3 separate regions of the Mus musculus genome follow, and regions 2 and 3 are each linked to region 1. The links are chromatin contacts, called in public HiCAR-type and promoter capture Hi-C maps. All regions are on one chromosome and are shown on one strand. Each heading gives the region's core, a stretch centred on a gene start, on an enhancer-like site or on the middle of the called end of the contact. The rest is flanking DNA. Distances are from core to core; before and after follow the strand shown. Region 1 holds the start of Mrpl42 (mitochondrial ribosomal protein L42). Region 2 overlaps Gm33377 (a long non-coding RNA gene). Region 3 has its middle 72 kb from the start of Gm40744.

Region 1 (3,622 bases), core at 132-2,631:
GTTACTGACCTCCATGCAAATTAGGTTGGAAGGGTTGCCTTGGTGGGCTCATGATGAGGCGTCCCCAACCCCACCCTCCAGGTACCAGCCATAGCACAGGTGTAGCATAGAATAATTTGGAGGCATGAGAAGGGGAGTTGAGAAGGGGGTACAGACAGAGACAGAGAAGAGGAGGGGGAGAGAACAGGGGGCAGGGGGCCAAAGAGCCACTTTTATAGCAAGACAGGTCTACCTATTGGGCGGAGTCTAGAAGGAATACTAACAATTATTTGTTGGACTGTCTCTTTTCAGATATTCCCATGCTAGGTGGCCTCTTAGGTGATATATGTTAGATTTCCTTGGCCCTGTTTGGAGCCCTCTTCCATTTTAGCTACATCTCAATAAGACATTCCTCCGCTCGATGCTAGCATACCCAGGGGAGGGTCAGACGTTCCAGGATGAGTGAGCCCCTTGGCACTGAATTCAGTTCCAAATCAAACACCCCGGTGGGTGGGTCTGAAGTTTGAGGAACAGGAACACAGGGATTACCAACCATGAGCCATTTAAAGACTTGCAGGAGGAGTCTCCGGAGTAGCGAGGTCAATGTGTTGACCAACTCATTATTCTCATAGCTTTATTCATGTTTTTGTGGTGCCAGACATCAAACCCAGGGTCTCAGGCATGCTCTAGCACCAAGCTCCATACCCAGCCCTCAATCCTATGGCTTTATACTCCTATCTAGCCCAACCTTTACTCTCTAAACAAATCTCTCTACCTTCATTATATCGCCGCTTGCGTGTCTCAGGCGAATCCCCAAATCAACAGCTCCTGAATGGAATCCATTCCCACCCTTACCAGACAACTTCTAACCTGCTCTATCAGTCTTTCCTCTCCTGTAGGTTGTTGACTAACCTAGTCAGTCGACAAAGCCACACCCGGAACGTTCTCCTTTCAGCTCCTACATCTATCAGATCCATTGGTTGAGAAAGCTTCTCTAGGTTTCATTTCAAATATATCAGTCCTGGGCCCCTCATTTGAATTCTCTGGCATTTTGTCTTCTCTGAGAAAACTTAATTGATCCATTATGAAAAACACATTCATCCATTTGGTTTGGAGCTGAATTTGGTGCCAATAGGCTCATAAATTTTAGAGAATGTTAATATTCTCTGAATAATAGTATAACATTGGTTTTGATGTTATTTTAAATAGTTCCTGCTACTAAAATCGGGAGGGTAGCGATTTTGTTGTCTGGGCACCTTTGGGAATCCTGAGTCCAAGGGGCCACAACAAATGCAGCCTGGCCACAGCTGCCCGCCCCGCCTTCTTTCTGCAACTAGGGCTACTTTCCTGGCAGAGACTACAACTCCCAGAGTGCCTCGCGCGCGTATAGCGCGCGCTGGACGGCGCCTTTAGGACCCAGATTGAAGCAAGATGGCGAGCGCGCGGTGAGTAGCCGTGGAGGTACCGCTGCCCTCTCCTTACAGGCCCGGAAGGCTTGTCCGTAGGCATTGAGGGCTTTAATGTCTGTCGTTGGAGGCAGGACGAGGCTGCCGGTGTCCCCAGGCTCCATCTTGCAGAAGGGCCGGCGTGTGGTTGCGCCCTTCCTGTAGCACACCTCGGCGTGCATGCGGGCGTCAGCCTGCACCAAGTTGACCTTGCGACTCCTTAGACTCCTCCTGATTCAAGTCTTTGAACCGGCTCCTGGGTGGTAGTCCCTGTATTACTGTTGCTCGAACTTCAGCCCCACCGGGGTGTTTGGTTTGGAACTGAATTCCGTGCCAAGGGGCTCATCCTGGAAAGTCTCTCTTTGGAGCAATAGTTTGACCCTCCCCTGGGTATGCTAGCATGGAGCAGAGGAAGGTCCCCACAAACGTTTTGATTTTGGACTTGTAATCAGAAGACGTGGGTTTTCTTTCCGTGCATGCCACCAGTTAGACAGTGAACTACCAAAATAAAGCATTTGACTTTTCTCAGCCTTCGTTCCCAATAAACTGAAAGAGCACAGAATATTAAGAAAGTGGGTTGCAAGGCATAAATAACTAGCTGAATGAACTCAGGGTTTGCCATTCGCGGCGCTCTTAGGATGTCTGGCATCTGCGTGCAAATAAAGAGAGCCCTATCCTAATCCCTTTCCTGCCTATAGAGGGTCACTGAGACCAATAGAGAATAGGGGCACAGTAATTACCGTTTATTTACACCATCTCATGAAATTTGTGGTTGCTTCTTGAAGTTTACCACTGAAGAATTGGAAGGTCGTTTAGTTAATGACTTGCCTCAAATCTTCCAGTTTGTAAGTGAGCAACACTAAAGTCTTTGGAAGCAAGTCCTTTTAAATTTTCATGATTCGAAATAAATATGCTTGCTGCATCTTTAAATGTTATGTGACAGGAGATGAGATAGTGACATCGATGGGTTCCTCTTAAGTTTTTCATGTTGAATATTTAGTTTCATCAGAAACAGCATTACTGTAAGTGATAGGATCCTATGGGTGGGACTTGGGAGCTAGAATGTAGACTCACTAGCATTTGAGGAAGAGTTTGCAGCGTGTATTATGTGTGAGTGACTTTCTAATTACGTATTCTGCTAAGCACTCAGTAAGTGAAGCCGACTGTGCAGAGTCCTGAGAAAGTTGCACTTAAGAGAAATGATAGCGGAATAGTTGCTCTGTTTCTCATATTTTGATCTCAGTGACTTTGTCCTGTTGTTAAACTGGAACGGCCAGGTTTAAAAGCCTTGTTTTCAAATGATGAGCACTAGCTAATGGTTCCTACCTTGATGTTAGTGTTTAACTTTACCTTTGTAGCCGATTTTCTTTCTCTCTTAAACAGGAACGAAAATCTGTGTGCCTAGCAACAGCTTTCACTTCACAATATCGTTTTTTCAAATCACTTGCTAAGGATCATGGCTGCGGCAGTAAAATGGGCGATATCAAACAGAACTATCTGGAAGCATTTACTTCCAATCCAAAGTAAGTGAGATTTTTTTTTTTAAATGCTTAAAAATGTTTTGTGGTTTTTCAAATATAGAATATTTAAAGCATTTGGTTATTCTCTATGCCTCCTATTTGCAGTCATAAAAAGGGGACAAAATTTAAATGCCAGTCAAAGAAGGGATTAATAAGTTATGTTACATTGTAACTATGAATATTATAAAGCTGTTATCATTGTGGAAAGATCACTAAGTAGAGAAAGAAGAAAATCTGATTTATCAGAATGATCCTGTTGTGGGCTTAAAAGATGATGATGGTGGTGGTGATGATGATGTGTGTGTGTGTTTGTATGAGTGTGCCTTTGTGTATATAGATGTGCATAAATGCTGAGTGAAAGATCTAGGCTAGTCATTGGCTATCATTACGATCCAAAATGGATTCAGGTGAACTGGTAGAGTAGCTTCCCCTTCCTGTAGAACATTTAGACTCACTACAGTTTACACCTCTTAATTTGTTTTTTTTTTTAGTAGTTCATAAAATTTAGAAATAAAAAGGAAGCCCACAGCCCCATCTTCCAAGGATCATCACTGTTAATATTGTAGGTTTTTTCCCCTTGTGGATATGGCCATTAAACAAATAAATGTGCCTCCTTTCTAAAGATCATTTTTCCTGAAAGTCTATTAATCTGTGCTTCATAGTCAGCCTCTTGGCTCA
Region 2 (3,716 bases), core at 299-2,798, 330 kb before region 1:
AGATGGGTCTTGTGTAGTCTCAGTCTCCTGACTCTTCTTCCTCCACCTCCCAAGTAGTGAAATTACAGGTGCACAACACCTTTTATTTCTTTATTTCTAATAATCTTACTTAATTTAGACACAAGTAGCCTATAAACTATATTTTAGTCAAAGATCAGACTGGATATCATTTGAATAGAAGTCTGACTTAAAACAAAATGGAGCTAATTTTCAGGGAGTCCCAGAATCGCTGTCTATAAAAACGAGGTATCACTCTAAACATCCCTAAGGAAACATCCCATCATAGTCCCTCTGTAGTTTGTAGACATTAACCCCATCTACTGCCCACAGGGTGCTCCCTAATAGAAGAAGTATAAAGATAGCATATGTAAATGAAGAGAGTGAGGTCAAGAGAAACTTTACAGATTTTCTGAGCAACCATAGGAGAGTATTAGAAGATTTATGGTTGAAGGTAGTTAACTGTTTGGAGTACGGGAGGAATCTATCATGTCTCCAAATATTGATAGGCGTCATGGGTCCTGGATGCTCAGAATTAGCACTGATGTCCAGAAGCTAATCAGAGGCTCATTTTACTGTATTACAACTGAGAACAGACTGATGAACACTGTGCAGCCATATGAGGCTCTCAGCTTCACAAAGCACTCTGAATCTACCCAAGCAGAGCCGGGCGGACCCCATGCTTGTCCTCAATGCAGGGTACTCTATAAGAAATGAAGCACTGTGCAGATGTCTCTTAAGATCTGGTGCGATCCTCCTTCAATCACATGCTCTGCAAACTGACCTGAGTTCATTTTTCACTCCTGCCGTTTCTACTGAACTCTCCAGATGCTACATTTCATGCATTTTTGGTCTCCATTCTCCCAGATCAGTGGGATATGTCTGTCTCTTCATGTCCTCATAGCATCTAACTCTAAACCATGCTATATACACTTGGTGTATATACTTGGAAAATTAAAAAGAATGATCTAGAGCAGTGAGTAAGCACATTCAGATGACGACATTGACCAAGACAAAATGTGACTTTTTGGACATTTGTCCTGTTTTTATCACCTTTAAAAAAAAAACACCTTTTGAAATCACATTTGTCACAGAATACACTCACGGACCTTTGCACTTAAACTTTGTGGCAAAACTATTTCTCAATACACATGTCCTTTCCCCACTGTTCATCTTACTCACAGCCCCTAGCAAATCATGTAGACTTGAGCATACATCGTCCCCCATGCCAGAACCTGAACAATCCCCCGTGATACTTCTCTATTTCTATCTTAGGTAGAGGAGGAGCCCCAGCTAAATGTCAGGGGCAGAGTGGTGGTTGGAAGGAGAGGCAGGGACGTTGCTGAGAAATTTGCCTCCTGTAGCCTACCAAATTCTTCTGTTGACTAAGACTGGCAAATCATTAACACATGGTATAAAGCTTTTCTTTCTCTCCCCCTCTTGTTTTTAATTTCTTTCTTAAAATGTTTGTACATTTATCCGCTTACCCTGTGGGCGTGCCACACACATACAAATGCCCAGTGACACCCATGTGGAGGTCAGAGGACAACTTGCAACACGATCTCTCCTTCTACCACGTAGGGCATGAGGCTTAAACCCAGATGTTTTGGCTTGTCCACAATGTGGAAAAGTCACTGAGCCAATGTGCCTGCCCACCTGTTACTTTTGTTTTAAAGCTCTGCCATCTCCTGTTGCTGAGGCCTTTCAGAGAGAGCTACATCTGTCCCCTCGTCCTTTTCAGCCTTGATTCTTTTCACCATTTTACTTCTCCATGGGCTTAAACACCACTGGCTCTGCCCCCAACTCCCATCCTCAGAGCACCATGCTTCAGTCATTCCTATACTGTGGAATGACATCTCTCTGTCTCACCACATGGCCAAAGACATAAACCTTAACTTCTCTTCATTTCAAAAGTAAAACCCAGAAAGCCAACTGCAGTTCTTTTTCCAAACATGAGCAGAAGTATTATTAAGCAAAGACTGCTCCTCACACATTTCCCTGTTGGGTATCCAACAGGCTGGAAATGACACAACTAATATTCTGTAGGAATAGGGACAGTTATCCAAAGAAACAGTTATCCTTGGGCAAATAACAAAACAAAAATCTTTTTTTTTTTTTTTGCTCACTATGTTAGAACTTTAACATGAATTCCATATTACTAAAAATAAATAACTCTGGTTTAAAGTTTATTTATTCAAATAGAACAAGTTCTCAAAACATGTGTAATATTTGATCTTGCAATTTCACTTCCAAGAATGTATCTCTAATAATCAGAAAAAAAGGTACCACTATACCTACTTGATACTTCGTTGTAGCTTTATGTTTTTATAATGCAAATTATCAAACAGACGCACATGTAAGAAGAATACTCTCAGCTGCCAGGGGCCCAAATCTCGCGTGTTGTCAACATTTTCCCTAGTTCCTTCTCCATTTAGTTTCTGTTATTTTATTCACCTTTCTTTATATATATATATATGTATTTTATTAGGTATTTTCCTCATTTACATTTCCAATGCTATCCCAAAAGGCCCCCATAACCCCCCCACTTCCCTACTCACCCACTCCCACTTTTTGGCCCTGGCATTCCCCTGTACTGGGGCATATAAAGTTTGTAAGCCCAATGGGCCTCTCTTTCCAGTGATGGCCAACTAGGCCATCTTTTGATACATATGCAGCTAGAGTCAAGAGCTCCGGGGTACTGGTTAGTTCATAATGTTGTTCCACCTGTAGGGTTGCAGATCCCTTTAGCTCCTTGGGTACTTTCTCTAGCTCCTCCACTGGGGGCCCTGTGATCCATCCAATAGCTGACTGTGAGCATCCACTTCTGTGTTTGCTAGACCCCGGCATAGTCTCACAAGAGAGAGCTATATCTGGGTCCTTTCAGCAAAATCTTGCTAGTGTGTGCAATGGTGTCAGCTTTTGGAAGCTGATTATGGGATGGATCCCCGTTTATTCACCTTTCTGTTTTCACTAGAATAGCTTAAAATAAATGTCAACTTGACAGTCAACTAACTCATAGGGACTTCAATTTAAACCTCTGGGGCAAGGATTTTTTTTCTCCTTTTATTCAGGTTTATGGTGAAACTCAGTAATGATATTTCAAATTAGTATTACATTAATATCATTATTTTATATATCCAAGTAAGCAACAATTCCTTTGTGTGTGTATGGGTGTGGGAGTATGCATCTTCTGTCTGGGAGCCAGAAAAAGTACAGGGTATCCCGCACTCCTATTGTCTATCTTGTTCCTCTGAGACAGGATGTATCACTGAATCAGAATTCTGCTGCTGGCCAGTGATCTTCCTAGCCCTGGCTTCTACCACGCTATGGCAGGTCCTGGAGATCTGAACTCAAGTCCTCGTGTTTCTGCCACAAGAGCTCTTATTAGCTGAATCACCTCCCCGGTACAATGATAATTTCTTAATACCATCTAAATACAAGTAGAGTGCTGAAAGTGTCTTCTTACATGTTGTTTCAACACAAATCTAAAAGTTCTACAGGTCAGATTCATTAATAGTTCTCTTTTTTTTCAATTAATATGTATATATCTTGTCTCTATAATATGTGGTTATTTCTCTCCTTTGTGTTATTTCATTTATCAATTGAAGGAATCAAGTCATGTCATGTCATGTCATGTCATGTCATGTCATGTCATAGATATTACTCATGTTTTGGATTTGGTCAGTTGTGACGGCTCATGTCATTCAATGTCCCTTCGG
Region 3 (3,444 bases), core at 343-2,842, 470 kb after region 1:
GAAGAGCTAGCGACTGGTGAACTAGTATTAGACCTACAAGTTACACAGATTAATTCACTGAACCATCCCAGCTCTCTGAGACAGGGATGGTTGTGTCTTACCATTTTGCAGATAAAGGAACTGAAGCGAAGAAAAGGTTAATAATTATATCTAGAGCTAGTCAACAGAAAGAAGTGCTGCCCACATCGAATTGAGGTTGCCCAGTGCCAGGCTGGACGATAATGAACATGGGGTGAGTAAATGAATAAAATTTTAAAATCCCACAGGGGAAGCCAACGTCTACAGAAAGCCAACTTTCTAGAAGACCAGAACAAGGAGTCTTATGGGGAGGAGGCTGTCTCTCTGAAGGGCATCTTGACCCCTGACAAAACTTACAACTTCTGATATGGGTCTTGGAAAATTCAATGGCTTGGGGTTTTATTTCGTTTCATTCTTTTATAGATTCATCCTGGGAGGTGGTAGCACACGCCTTTAATTCCAGCACTCAAGAGGCAGAGGCAGGTGGATTTCTATGAGTTTGAAGACACCCTCGTCTAGAGAGGAGGGGAGGAGGGAGAGAAAGAGTGGAAGACAGAGAGGGAGAGGGAGAGAGAGTTCAGGACAGCTAGGACGACACAGAGAAACCCTGTCTTAAAAATGCTTTTAAAGTAAGATTCATTTATTTTTATTTTATGTGTAGGAGTGTTTTACCTGTGTGCACATATACATGTGCTGTATGCATTCCTGGTGCCCATAAATGTTAGAAGAGGACACTGAATCCCCTGGACTGGAGTTACAGGTGATTGTGAGTCACCGTGTGGGTGCTGAGAACCAAACCTAGATCCTCTGCAAGAGCAGGAAGTGCTCTTAGCCACTGAGTGGTCTCTCCAGTCCTAGGCTTGGGTTTTGTTTTGTTTTTTGTTTTTTTGTTTTGTTTTGTTTTTTGAACAGACACAAATCCTAAGCATAAATATGGTCACTGGAAATGGAAGCAGATGCATTGTGCTGCAGGTGTGGGTCATCAAGTGTTCCTCGGGCCTCGTGGGGATGAATTGGCAGTGAGGTAGGAAGGAGAAAAAGGGTCTTGATGGCTCTGAACCAAGCTATTTATTATTTGAGATTTAAGATTAATTTAGGATTAAAGCTGGTGCAGAGAAACCCTTCGGTACACCCTGCCAGTGCAGTGCTGTGTACCCTCTGATTCTCTGTGAGTTAGTCACAAAGTAACACATTTCTCTGAGAAGGGCAGATGGCTTAGTGAGCTAAAATGTGGCTGGATGTCTTGGCTGGGTAGTTCTTGTAGTACCCTGAACAACTCGGTATGAGATCCCTGAACCATCGCCCTGAATTCCAACGAGTCAGTAATCTCCCTTTAATGGCTACACAGTCTGAGGCTGGTGAATAGAGGAATCTTGGCAATCGAGGAACAACTCGCCATAAATCTAAAAGTGGGTTGCCAAAAGCTCCCTGCTCGTTCTACTCCAGATGAAGAAACAACCACAGGAGCCAGCAACAAATGACTCGAGAGGACCTTTGTCTGGCACCATGAGATGGAGAAGCCAGCGGAAGCCAGACATACAGCTCAAGCCAAAGCCACCATTCAAAAACAGACTCATTCATCTTGACATCAGTGTCTGATCCAGAAAGCCAGGATGCTTTGCAGCCTCAAAATAGCACAGAGCAAGAAGGAGACGGGAACACTGCTGCTGGGGAGCCCTGCTGCTGGGGAGTACTGCCATTGGGGACTACTGCCACTGGGGAGTACTGCTACTGAGGAGCACTGCAGCTAGGGAGCACTGCAGCTTGGGAGTACAAGCAGTCTGATCACTAGACCCAGGGCATCCCCCGAACTATATACTGCTTCACAGGCAGATGACAAAGCCACCTGAGACACTGGAACTGTGGTCACAGATGGAGGAGCAGTGTTGAGAGATAATAAAAGGATTGCCACCCATGGGCAGAAAGAAAGGAAACACATCGCAGACAGTCCATGAGCATGGCACAAGACTAACCACATTGGTAATTATTACTGGTGTTCAGTGTACTGATAAGACCACTAAGCTTTTAGGTGTGTACCAAGGCTCTCCCTTACACCATCTCACTTTCATTATTAAGCAACACGACAGTCCTTAGAGACCGTGAATACTCGTGGGAGCATCTTGAAGGGCTCTGAGGAGAGAAACTTTGGGAAGGATTCTCTAACTCTTACCCAGTGGTAGAGCTGAGTCTGGAGCTCTGTAATCTCCAAAGCCCAAAGCCCCACGCATGAAACCAGACATAATACTCCCACGAGGACGATTAGTCGGTAAAGATGAAGTGTGGAGGGACTCTGGATCACCTATGTGCCTCTGAGGTCACAATGGGTTTTTGAAATCGTAAGTGTATATGCTCTTGCCTATCTGTGCATCAATACACGCGCACACATGTATTCAAGGGGCTATTAAACAGCCTTTGTCTTCCTTGTTACACTTAATATTCCCAACAACCTTGAAAAAATGAATTATGGAAGATTTGTTCTAAAAACAGCTACAAGAATATCTTTTATCTCTCTTGTCTTCATGGGGAGAAATAAGTTTGTGTGTATATGTGGGGGGGGGGGCAGGGGTCAACCTCAGGGTTATTCCTCAGGCACTGTGAGCCATTTTTCTCTCATTGGTCTGGAACTTGTCAAGTAGGCTGGAACCCCAGGAAGCTACCTGTCTCTGACTCCTCACAGGCTGTAGGGATTATCAAATGAGCTATCCCCTCAGCCCTCTCTTGCCTTGATGTCTTCAATTCTATCACTAAGATGTTGGTTCTAAGGATACATGCTTTGCCTTTGGGCTGTTTGTGACTTGCTTTTTAGTAAAAAAAAAAAAATAGTTGGTAGATTGGTAAATAGGCAGATAGGCAGATGATAGATAGGTAGGCAGGTAGATAGATAGATAGATACATAGATATATAGATAGATGACATACAGATAATAGGTAGGTAGATAGATAGATGACAAACAGACAAAGATAGGTAGATCTTTGGAGAGATAGATTTAAGGAATTATCTCATGTGACTATGGATTTTAGAAAGTCTAAAATCTGCTGGTAGCTAACCAACTGAAGAGTCAGGGGAGCCTAGATTTGATTCAAAAGTTCAATTCCAAAGACATGTACTGAAGAATTATTTCTTGACCAAGGAAAATCCATTTTTCATTATATTTAATTCTTTAACTGATTGGACAAAGTTCACCACCTTTCGTAATGGAAGGCAGCTTACTCTGTTCAATGTTTACCAATTTAAATGTTAATTCCATAAAAAAAACCACTTCAGAGTAACTTGTGACCAATGATCTAGGCTCCATGGTGCAAGCCAAGTTGACAATAAAATTAACCATCACATTGAACCCTGTTAAAGGAAATTTGAACCTGCTTCTAGTTAGGGTGCAACTCCGCCCTTAGCAACACAACTTTAATTCCTCTGGCTGGAATACAG

The links. Promoter capture Hi-C pulls out the DNA fragments that hold promoters and counts their contacts. HiCAR-type assays count read pairs that join an accessible place to other places.
Region 2: a contact with region 1 is called in a promoter capture Hi-C map of liver, with 2.6 times the contacts expected there. The contact joins the enhancer-like site here to the promoter of Mrpl42 in region 1. A contact is called at or near these places in 3 of 39 promoter capture datasets (cranial neural crest and liver), 9 of 115 datasets of contacts at active chromatin or transcription factors (acute myeloid leukemia, bone marrow-derived macrophages, embryonic basal ganglia and 6 more) and 2 of 9 other capture datasets (adipose tissue and pancreatic islet).
Region 3: a contact with region 1 is called in a HiCAR-type map of kidney, with 2.8 times the contacts expected there. The contact joins the enhancer-like site here to the promoter of Mrpl42 in region 1. A contact is called at or near these places in 6 of 39 promoter capture datasets (the C10 cell line, cranial neural crest, embryonic stem cells and 2 more), 8 of 115 datasets of contacts at active chromatin or transcription factors (the 230-238 cell line, astrocytes, effector CD8 T cells and 5 more) and 3 of 9 other capture datasets (adipose tissue, liver and macrophages).

The regions. Positions count from the first base shown.
Region 1 is chr10:95,499,708-95,503,329 of GRCm38.p6, reverse strand. It overlaps Mrpl42 (mitochondrial ribosomal protein L42), which reads left to right and starts at 1,381. Exons shown (of 6, transcript NM_001359476.1): 1 at 1,381-1,424; 2 at 2,808-2,947. The coding sequence starts at 2,881.
Region 2 is chr10:95,834,508-95,838,223 of GRCm38.p6, reverse strand. All of the region lies in intron 1 of Gm33377 (a long non-coding RNA gene), which reads right to left. All of the region lies in intron 1 of Gm33543 (predicted gene, 33543), which reads left to right. Among named protein-coding and RNA genes, the nearest start is that of Gm33543, 6.5 kb to the left of the region's middle. Within about 2 kb of position 1,548, at least 3 of the 459 cell types and tissues checked have an H3K27ac peak or open chromatin away from gene starts, as enhancers often do. A contact at or near this core is called in liver, where this site is marked.
Region 3 is chr10:95,031,454-95,034,897 of GRCm38.p6, reverse strand. No RefSeq gene overlaps it. Among named protein-coding and RNA genes, the nearest start is that of Gm40744, 72 kb to the right of the region's middle. Within about 2 kb of position 1,592, at least 26 of the 459 cell types and tissues checked have an H3K27ac peak or open chromatin away from gene starts, as enhancers often do. A contact at or near this core is called in kidney, where this site is marked.